2 separate regions of the Sus scrofa genome follow, and region 1 is linked to region 2. Evidence: chromatin contacts called from public HiChIP or PLAC-seq data. All regions are on one chromosome and are shown on one strand. Each heading gives the region's core, a stretch centred on a gene start, on an enhancer-like site or on the middle of the called end of the contact. The rest is flanking DNA. Distances are from core to core; before and after follow the strand shown.

What was found. HiChIP or PLAC-seq counts read pairs in DNA pulled down with a chosen protein or histone mark.
Region 1: an H3K27ac HiChIP or PLAC-seq map of alveolar macrophages shows a contact between it and region 2. The contact joins two enhancer-like sites. A contact is called at or near these places in 7 of 47 Hi-C or Micro-C datasets (embryonic fibroblasts, epiblast stem cells, fetal liver and 4 more) and 2 of 2 datasets of contacts at active chromatin or transcription factors (alveolar macrophages and skeletal muscle).

What each region holds. Positions count from the first base shown.
Region 1 is chr1:98,848,007-98,852,800 of Sscrofa11.1, reverse strand. The region is part of intron 13 of DYM (dymeclin); the gene reads left to right. Among named protein-coding and RNA genes, the nearest start is that of DYM, 170 kb to the left of the region's middle. Within about 2 kb of position 2,235, at least 2 of the 83 cell types and tissues checked have an H3K27ac peak or open chromatin away from gene starts, as enhancers often do. A contact at or near this core is called in alveolar macrophages, where this site is marked.
Region 2 is chr1:98,279,009-98,284,377 of Sscrofa11.1, reverse strand. The region is part of intron 6 of CTIF (CBP80/20-dependent translation initiation factor); the gene reads right to left. Among named protein-coding and RNA genes, the nearest start is that of TRNAD-GUC, 53 kb to the right of the region's middle. Within about 2 kb of position 1,942, at least 2 of the 83 cell types and tissues checked have an H3K27ac peak or open chromatin away from gene starts, as enhancers often do. A contact at or near this core is called in alveolar macrophages, where this site is marked.

The DNA.
Region 1 (4,794 bases), core at 986-3,485, 570 kb before region 2:
GTGTCACTTGTTTCTCTTTTGTTAGGTTTAAGACTAGTAAAAGTCTGGAGGCTTCTATGATTTAGGGTGTTGGCATTACACAGCGGAGAAGTGGCTATCCCAGGTTTGTCCGATTAAAAGCCTATGCTCATTCTACTGTACTCTCATGGAAAGACTGCAGAACATTATTAACGAGAGTAACTCACCTGCCATGTGACCATCAATCCAAACTCTAGGCAGGGAGGGGGCTTCTGAAACAGATGGTTCTCAGGTAGCTGAGCCCTTGTTGATTATTCTGTTTGCTGCCCCCACACCTCATTCCAGCCTCCTTCCAGGATAGCTAAGTAACTAAAGTTAGAGTAGCAAAGACTGGAGGGTCTTCTTCCTTCTCTTCCCTTCTTTTCCCACTTCACTCTCTCTCTCACTTTCTTTCACTGACTAGTTGAGAAAGGTATGGATCGGTCAGGTATTACGTAATATATGGATTATTTTCCTGGAAAATAAACATGGAAAAGAAGACAAAGACTGTATTACTTTTAGCCTGAAAATCTTAATATTTTCTGTATATCTAATCCTTCATATTTCATTGTATTTTTAATTCAATAAGACTTATGGGGATTTTGCTATATGTCTGCCACTGCCAAAGTCCTCTTTAGTTTCATATTTGTTTACATTTTAATTTCAGATTAATGCCATTCCTTGAATCTAGAAATTAAATGTTATAGTCATATTGGTTTTATTTTTTAAAATTTAATTCAGTTTCAGCCTTATATCATTATCTGATTTCATTGTAGTTAGGAAGTTGTTTCTTGAGGGAAGGAATTTTCTGATATTAAGAGTTACAACAAATAGTTCAGTTTTGTTTCTAAAATCTTGGTAAGTTGTTCAACATTGTTTTCCATCTCTAAAATGATATAGGAGACCAATTTCGTTGTAGTGTTGTCGGAGTTAACAATGGATTATGCAGTCTTTCACGGCTCTATTTTGTTATAACATTTTGGAAATAATTTTAATTTAAAAATAAATCTAGAGAACACCTCTACAAAAAGTTTCTTGCTTTCTGTTAATATCCCTCCATTCTGATTCCTTGCCTGAAGGATCATCAAATTGCCTGTATTTCACAAGTATTTCCCTCAATGAAAACCTCATTGAATATAGATGGGTTTTAATGATAATGTTTTATTTTGGATTGGTAGGAGGTCTAAGCGATGGTTTTTGCAGTATAAGCATTTCTTTTAAACTTATGTGATTTATTTTTTAAAAGACAGAATTAACTTGTTCTTGCCCAGTGCCTGGGCAATAAAGAAACTCCAGTTTTTCCACTGCTTTGGTCTTTGTTGATCCTTGTTTGCTCTTGGCATAGCAGTAGCCAGGAAAGGAAAAAGGAATATTTTGCCTTAAAAATCTTGCTTTCTGTACTTCCTACAGCTAGTGGCGCTTTGAACATAACTACATTTTTTTTCAGGAAAGCCTGACATAGTTTTCTTTTTCAGTTTAGTCCTTTCTTTGGACACTATGTTGAGAAAACATTTAGACAGCTCCCAGTTGAAAATTTGTAAGTTTCCAATAGAAAATTTATATTTAGAGATTGCTGTTATTATACAGTAAAGGGTTTTGTTAGACTTGATGGGACATGTGAAAACTTTGTAGTTTAATTTCCATTTAGACTGTTGACACATTCGATATGTCAATTTTTAATTGACATTTATCTGAATTTTGATTTCTTATAAGTAAAGACCTTTCTGGACAGAATTGCCATGTGGGAAATTAAACATTAAAATAATTTACTATTGTGAATGAGCGGAGATTTTTACCCTGCTTTCAAGCTGACAAATTAGCCTGTCACAAATTTGTGGACCCTGGTCCAGACTCAAGATTCCTAGGCCAGGAGTTACCATCATGGCGCAGTGGAAAAGAATCCGACTAGGAACCGTGAGGTCGTGGGTTCGATCCCTGGCCTCGCCTAGTGGGTTAAAGATCCAGTGTTCCCATGAGCTGTTGTGTAGGTTGCAGACGTGGCTCGGATCTGGCATTGCTGTGGCTGTGGTGTAGGTTGGCAGCTGTAGCTCCGATTTGACCTCTAGCCTGGGAACCTTCATATGCCATGGGTGCGGCCCTAAAAAAAGCAAAAAAAAAAAAAAAAAAAAAAAAAAAAAAGAAGAAGAAGATTTCCGTGTCAGAGACAAATGACAGTTTATTGCTCACCATGGTGTGTGCCAGGGTTTCATCATTTTCTTGCGTGGCTCCCCATGCCCAGAGAAGCGTGACAAGGGTCAGGTAGTATCTGCGCATGCAATGGGTTACATTACAGGAGAGAACCCTCAGCTTAGGAAATCCCATCTTTCATAGCAGGCTTCAAGCAACCCTGCCCAGACTTTGTTTTGGACAGAGACATCTTTAATATATTTGACAGCAGCAACCTGCTGTTGGTTCTAAAGGGAGTCACTCTTTCTCCTTTCCATGTCTATTCACTCTCCAGAAATCCATGAAAAACTAGTCCAGAGGACAAGGCTGCTAAAACCTCTGCTTTCAAGATGTGCAGAAACACTAAAGACCTATGGGGAACTCTCTCCCCATGGTATTACTAGCTATTTATGCATTTCTGTTGCCAATTGGAAAAACCTGTCACCAAGTCATTTAGTTAATTGATACTGTTTTAGGTTTTCTATCTCACTTGCTAATGTGCTGGATTTATGTATCTTAGAAGAGGTAGTAAAGGGCCAAGTGGCCTCACTAGCCTCTGCTTTGTCCATGTGTCCTAATGAATCTTCTACTCAGGTGTCAATGTCAGTAATACCACCCTTACAGCCTTGTTTTTGAGTGGCTTTGACATAACCCAAGTATTTTTGCATTCAACACAAATCATAAAATTTTAGATTTGGAAGGATCTTTAAAGAACATCCAAGACAAGTTTGCACACTTCACTTGTGGAAATATTGACACCTAGATTTATCATGTGACTAAGTCTAAGTGAAAACTATTGCAGAAGCAGATGTAGAAATCAAGCCTCCCAGCTCCTTGCCTAGTGTTCTTCTCAGAACGAAAGAGAAAAACCGTGTGTGTTCATGCACATGTATTCTCTCTCTCTTACATAGTTGTGATCCCTAATACATTTAAAATGCTAAGGCCAGGTAAGAGAAATAAAATCACTTAATAAAGCATTTTCCTGCTTGATGAATTGCACATGCTTGATGGACTTTGTAAAAAGCAGCTTTGTCCAAGACAAAGAAATAAGAGTTGTGCTAACAGGAGAAATGAGAGTAAACAGAAGGTAAAGAGATTTAAAATGACTCATGTGCCCAATATAAATACAGACGGGCCCACAAGGGATGAGAGAATGCTGCTTTAGGAGAGATAGAAGGATAGTTGGGAAAAGGTACCTGCTACAAAGGAGGGTAAATGCTGTCACAAATACTGATGAATATCTTGAGCATTTAACATTTGTTTATTCTTTAAATGGGCCTCAGTTTCCTCATTTACAAAATGGCAATATCCTGCTAGGACTGCTTTGAGGAATAAATGGGTTTTTATACGCAAAGCGCTTAGAATAGAGCCTTTTCAGTAGCAATCACCTAGAAATTAGCAGAGGAAAAAAAAAAATCTTCCTTATTAGAGGACAGACAGCACAATGTCTTGCTTGTGATGGCCCAGTATGTATTTGAACAAATGATGAAATTCTGATGCTCTAATGAGATTAAAAGAAAAATGGTTAAATCTGCAGTTCTAAGGAGGAAACAACATGCCATATAGACCACCATTTTATTTTTTGCTTATTTATTTTGTCTTTTTGCCTTTTCTTGAGCTGCTTCCGCGGCATGTGGAAGTTCCCAGGCTAGGGGTCAAATCGGAGCTGTAGCCACCGGCCTACACCAGAGCCATAGCAACAAGGGATCCGAGCCACATCTGCGACCCACACCACAGCTCACAGCAACACCGGATCCTCAACCCACTGAGCAAGGCCAGGGATCGAACCCGCAACCTCATGGTTCCTAGTCGGATTCGTTAACCACTGCGCCCCAATGGGAACTAACTCCTCAGTGGCAATCTTTTAGTAAGTGCTGACTGAGATGATTCCAGGATGAATTGTGGGGTCTCAGACACCTTGTGATACTGTAGCAGCTTTTCTCAGTTAGGGTTTCAGGACTGAGTCAAACCCTCTGGGGAATGTGATGAATGACAGTTGTCTTAGTTCTTTTATTTTCTTTGTATATCTACCTTTTTCTCCTTATTCTGGATTCTTTCGAAGTGGTTTCTGACACTTTATCAAAATTGTACGATGTTAAAAGGATGAGATTTTTATGAGCATCTATTATGATTTGGTCCCTCCACAGGTTAGAAAAAATAAAGTCAGTGTTGCCACTGTTTTTCAAGTTTGGACATTACCCATATTTTGGATTCTCAGTCATTCAGAATCCAGTTCACTCTATCACACGCAGCTTGTCATTGTATTATGGAGACTGTCCAATTGTGACTATAGCTGTGTATGAGGTACATAGTCTCTGTTTTAGAGATGAGGAAACTGAGACTCAGAGATCCTGCAAAACTTATTCAGGATCAGACAGCTCATAGTGTGGAGGAGCTGAAATCGGAATCCTTGAGTGACCCTTGTCTAGAGGCGTGCTTTCCTCTCTCTATGGCAGACCTGACATTGATAAATACTGAAAAGGAAAAACAGATGTCAACCACTTTAAACTCAGGTTCTCAGTTAGGAATGAGTGAAATGTCTCCTGTATAGAGTTTCTTCAGTTTTCTTCCTTGGATCACACCAATGCAGAGGTTGTCACAGTGCACTTCACAGACCACAGAGGTTCCATG
Region 2 (5,369 bases), core at 693-3,192:
GTCTCTCAGGTATGGAGACTCTTAACTTGCAACAGCCTCTAGAATCCAGCTCGTTTCCTCTGTACTAGGCAGATGGAGGGCCCTGTGCTCAGAGCAGTGATGTCTGTCTGGGCCTCAACTTCCCCAAGTGCAAAACAAAAGGAGTTGGACTAGATGACTGGAAGGCTCCTTTCAGGACGAACACTATCGCCTTCTAGAACGCTCGATGGATACGTCTCCTTCCTCTTGAAGAAATAGGTCACCTCGCCTTCTTTGCTTTTTGATGGGTCTTGCCAAGGGAGGTTCCCTTTAGCCGGAGATGTTCAAAACTCAAAGCCTGGCTCTCCATGGCATGGTGGTCTAGGTATTCAATCCAAGCTCCTGGGTGTGAAACTGGCTTAAGACGAGGAACAGCTGCCACTTACACAGGCATCACACAACTCCGGGAGGTGGTCCTCTCAGCCGGCATCGATCTGAGGCATTTTTGGTAATTTCAGGCACAGGCTGTCACATGGGTAGAGGAAGGAATACCACCTTCTAATTTGCACCAAGTGGCCATGCTGGAGAGTGGTGGGGCTGGTCCACATACACTTCCCAAAAAGCCATCTTTCCAGTTGAAAATGGGCCTCACAGGCCTGCCCAATAGCACAGCACTTAGAACAGAGAACAGAGAGTTCCCATCATGGCTCAGTGGTAACGAATCTGACTTGTATCCATGAGGTGGCAGGTTTGATCCCTAGCCTCGTTCAGTGCATTAAGGATCCAGCGTTGCCGTGAGCTGTGATGTAGGTCACAAAGTGCAGACACGGCTGGGATATCATGTTGCTGTGGCTGTGGTGTAGGTCAGCAGCTGCAGCTCCGATTAGACCCCTAGCCTAGGAACTTCCATACGCCACATGTGGCCCTAAAACAAACAAACAAACAACCAAAAAAAAAAAAACCACAGAGACCATCAAGAGGTCAAGATGCCCCTGCTGACATGGAATGTCCACAGGACTCAGCAGCAAATCCTTCTCTGCAATATTCACTGTGTCCTTCTATGTGGCTCTCGGTCTGTGCCTCAGACCCCATGGGGCTGTGCCTCACAGAGATCCTCACTTGCGGGCTGGGGGTCAAGACCACTGTTAGCAGCTTACACAGCCTCGGCTCTCTGGTTCGTGTGCGGGGTGGGGTGGAGAGTCAGTTCTGACTGTGATTTCCTTTCCTTTCTTCTTTTTTCCTAACTTCCTTTCTATAGAACGTTTAATGTGCAGACACTTCAATGATGAAGTCTTTCCAAAGACACCTAACTGATGCTGATCCCTAGCAAAATTCTAGAGTACGTTATGAAACAGATGTCCTATGAGCCTCATACAAGGACCCGTGGTTAGAATCCATCAAAAATAAAAGGGCAGTGGTATGAGCGCAATGACCTATAGATCCTGCACCCTGGATCTGTGGCTGGATTCGCTGCATGCCCCTGGGTGCAGCCCTCTGCCCGCGGCAGTGGGGGCGGCAGGGGTGGCGGTGGGGGGACGGACTTGGTCTCCTCATTGAGCACGAGGTGTTGAGAATGCTTTCCTCATGGGTTAGGATGGTGAGTGGTCTCCAAGATGGATGTTCGGGCAGAGATTTCAACTCTTTGCTCCACAGCGTGATGCCAGCCGGTCCTCACACTGGGCACTACGGGTAAGGCAGTCAAATGGCCCACACTCTCTCCAGCTGGTCTCAGTAGCCATCCTTGGTGTGCCCTACTCCCGAGCTTACTCTTATGAGACCCTTTCTGTCCCACCCCCAGCCCCCAGCCCCAGTGTTATCCTGCACATGGCAGCCCAAGGTGACAGCATGTCAATAGGACGCCCCCTTGCCAGCAATCGGCTGGAAATGGAACATTTCCAGGTAATGGGATGTCCCCAGAGGTCCTGCCCTTCAGGGCACTGAGTCCCTCAGATGAGGAGCAGCTGGCAGAACTGCACAGAGACCAGAATTCTGCCAGCCCCAGCTGGCTCTCTGGGGGCACTTCCCTCTATCACTCGGGTGCAAGGGGTGATGCCAGAAACCCTGCCCCAGCTGCCCTTAAGGGGAAGCCTTGCTCATTTCGGCATTTCCAGAAATGAGCAGGAACTCCCAAGTAAGGAGCTTAAAGTGACCAGAAGTTCTACACAAATGGTTTTCAGGAACTGCAGACTGCGTGGCCTGTTGAAATGCGAATTGGCAAAAGACAAGGACAGTCTGTACGTTATATGTGGGCTTCCAGAGCAAGTCTGCCACCCCCAGTGGTCCCTATTTCGTAGCCAAAGGGGAGAAGCTCAGGCAACTCCACAGGAGAGGGGCCAGCCATGACCTGGTGACCTGCAGGGGTAACTGCAATAGGTTGTGTTGCCCTGCCCTTTGCACACAGCTGGCTCCCACATCTGCTCTGACATCTTAAGAACCATTCTATGAGCTCTGACCATGTGTCCAGCCCTGTCAAAGGTGTGGCACTGAGCAAGAATCCTGATTTAAGGATTGTGGTGGCTACTTGCTGGGTAAAAGTCTTTCCCACCAGGAAGGGTCATATGCACAGCTAGGCAGGGTGTGTGACTAGGATCCTAACTAGCTGGCCAATGGAGCTTACCCTTGGGTCCTGGACTGCACTGGCCCTGGTGGCTTTTGGTTCTCGTGTGAGAGTGAATGTCTCTATAAGGTCTGAATCCAAGTAGATTACCCCAGGCTTCTCAGACAGCTAGTGTGTGTGTGTGTGTGTGTGTGTGTGTGTGTGTGTGTCTGTCTGTCTGTCTAGAGTGTGCATATCCTCTCTTGGAGTTCTTTCAACAATAAGAAAGAAAAGAACCTCTTCACTGGCATTCAGGTACAACCTGTTGCCCCTTTCTCTCTCTCTCTCTTTTTTCTTTTGGCTTTTTAGGGCCGCACCTATGGCACATGGAAGTTCCCAGGCTAGGGGTCAAATCAGCTGCCCACCTACACCACAGCCACAGCAATGCCAGATCGGAGCGGCATCTGCGACCTACACCGCAGCTCACAGCAACGCTGGATCCTTAACCCACTGAGCAATGTCAGGGATGGAACCCACATCCTCATGGATACTAGTCAGATTCTTTCCCACTGTGCCACAATGGGAACTCCCCCGCTTTTTTTCTGCTGCCCCTTTCATAGCCTAAGCCCCATGACAACATGTCTAGGTCTCAGCCACATGCCAATCCCCCTGTCTGGACTCAGAGGACAGACCACTTCATCCCTTTACTTCCAGATACAAACATCTGCTCCCACTTCTGCTCCCAACAAGCACTTCAATCTTGGTGTCTCCTACAAGGCTCTCTCTTTTTCTCTGATGATTCAAATCCAACCAAATTAGACCTCTGACTCGACACGGTGGATTGACACATGCACTTATTTCAACTCCCCCTCACACACTGATTTAAAAAGTTCTAAACCCACGAAAGCACAGAGAACTGGGAAAGAAATTTCAACACACTTAGGGAGGACAAAAGTGAATGCAGGGGTAGCAGGCAACTTAGCAGAGAAGGGTATTGATAAGCCTGCAGACCTCTGGGGAGCTCAGGTTTGGGGGTACCAGGTACCACAAAGGGCAGGGTTCAGATGTTGGGAGGAAACAGCAGAAGTGCGTGAAAGTCTGGATATGGGGCTCCCCAAGTTCCCTCCTTCACCCCACAGAGCCATGCAACCATCCTTCAGTCCTTGCCTGCAGGCAAAAGATTTAATTTTCTGGAAAAGCTGAATAAGAGACAGTCTTACCCGGGGGACACAGGTGCTCAGAAAATGGGAGAGAGAAAGGGGTCAATAGACAAGGGGCTTCAGTAGTAATAAGTGTACCTAGCTCCTGGATCCGGGTTTCTAAAAACTGTCCAGTAAAATGTACCAGGCTCCACGGAAAATGCTGGATTCCAGAGATGGGCAAAGGAAGTAGCTAATAAGCCTGGAGCAACTTCTTCTTTTTTTTTTTTTTTTTTTTTTTTTTTTTTTTTTTGTCTTTTTGCTATTTCTTGGGCTGCTCCTGCGGCATATGGAGGTTCCCAGGCTAGGGGTCTAATCGGAGCTGTAGCCACCGGCCTACGCCAGAGCCACAGCAACGCGGGATCCGAGCCGTGTCTGCAACCTACACCACAGCTCACGGCAATGCTGGATCCTTAACCCACTGAGCAAGGCCAGGGATTGAACCTGCAACCTCATGGTTCCTAGTCGGGTTCGTTAACCACTGCGCCACGACGGGAACTCCTGGAGCAACTTCTTGCACCAGCAAGTAAGGAAGTATTCAAAGAATAATCAGGACATTTCAGAAATACCAAGATGAGAGCCTGGAGGGGTTCCCACTTGTCAGATCTGAGGGAATTAGAACATCAAAATAAGTAATAATAGTAGCAGATTATAATCCCTAGAGTAACATAAAAATCTATTTAAAAAAGACACAAAGAAAGAAGAAAGAAAGAAAGAAAGAAAAGAAAGAAAGAAAGAAAGAAAGAAAGAAAGAAAGAAAGAAAGAAAGAAAGAAAGAGAGGGAGACAGAAAGAGAGTGAGACAGAAAGAAAGAGATCTTCCTTACAGGAAAAAGTCAACTAAAATAAGCAGATGAAATTAGAAAAGTCACCATTTGCCAACCATCCTGATGTTATTTCCAGCAAGAATCAATGAATGGCAAAACTAATGGGTAAAAATATTACTGGAAACAGTACAGTTGCATGGTCTCAGATCTTTCTCTACAAGATACTTATTAATTACAAAGGGAGACATAATAACTTGTCAGGGGGAGGCCTAGAAGTTACCACCTGAGTAGGTGGCCAACCTTAAGTCACCAAGGCAACATCCTGTGCTTCCTGGTGTGAGGCATTGGGGGCACAGAGCATGATTCAGTCATGAGGAAGCAGAGACACACCCAAACTGATGGACCTTCTACACAATGATGGGCCTGTACTCTTCAAAAAATGTCAAGGTCATAAAAGACAAAGGAAGATCAAGGAAGCTAAATAGACATGACAATGAAAAGCAAAGTGTGGAGTTGCCGTTGTGACTCAGTGGTAATGAATTCGACTAGGATCCATAAGGATGCGGGTTTGATCCCTGACCTCGCCTAATGGGTTAAGGATCGGGCATTGCCATGAGCCGTGGTGTAGGTTGCAGACAAGGCTCAGATCTGGTGTTGCTGTGGCTGTGGCGTAGGCCAGCAGCCGCAGGTCCAATTGGACCCCTGGCCTGGGAATGTCCATATGCCACAGGTGCAGCCCTGAAAAGACAAAAAAAAAAAAAGAGAGAGATAAGAAAAGTGTGATTTTGCATTGCATTTTAAACCAGGAAAAGCAAACACACAAGCAAAAAAACCACCCAAAACTTTACCTTTAGCTACAAAAGGATATTAGTGGGACAACCGGCAAAATATAAGGCCTGGAGATTATATA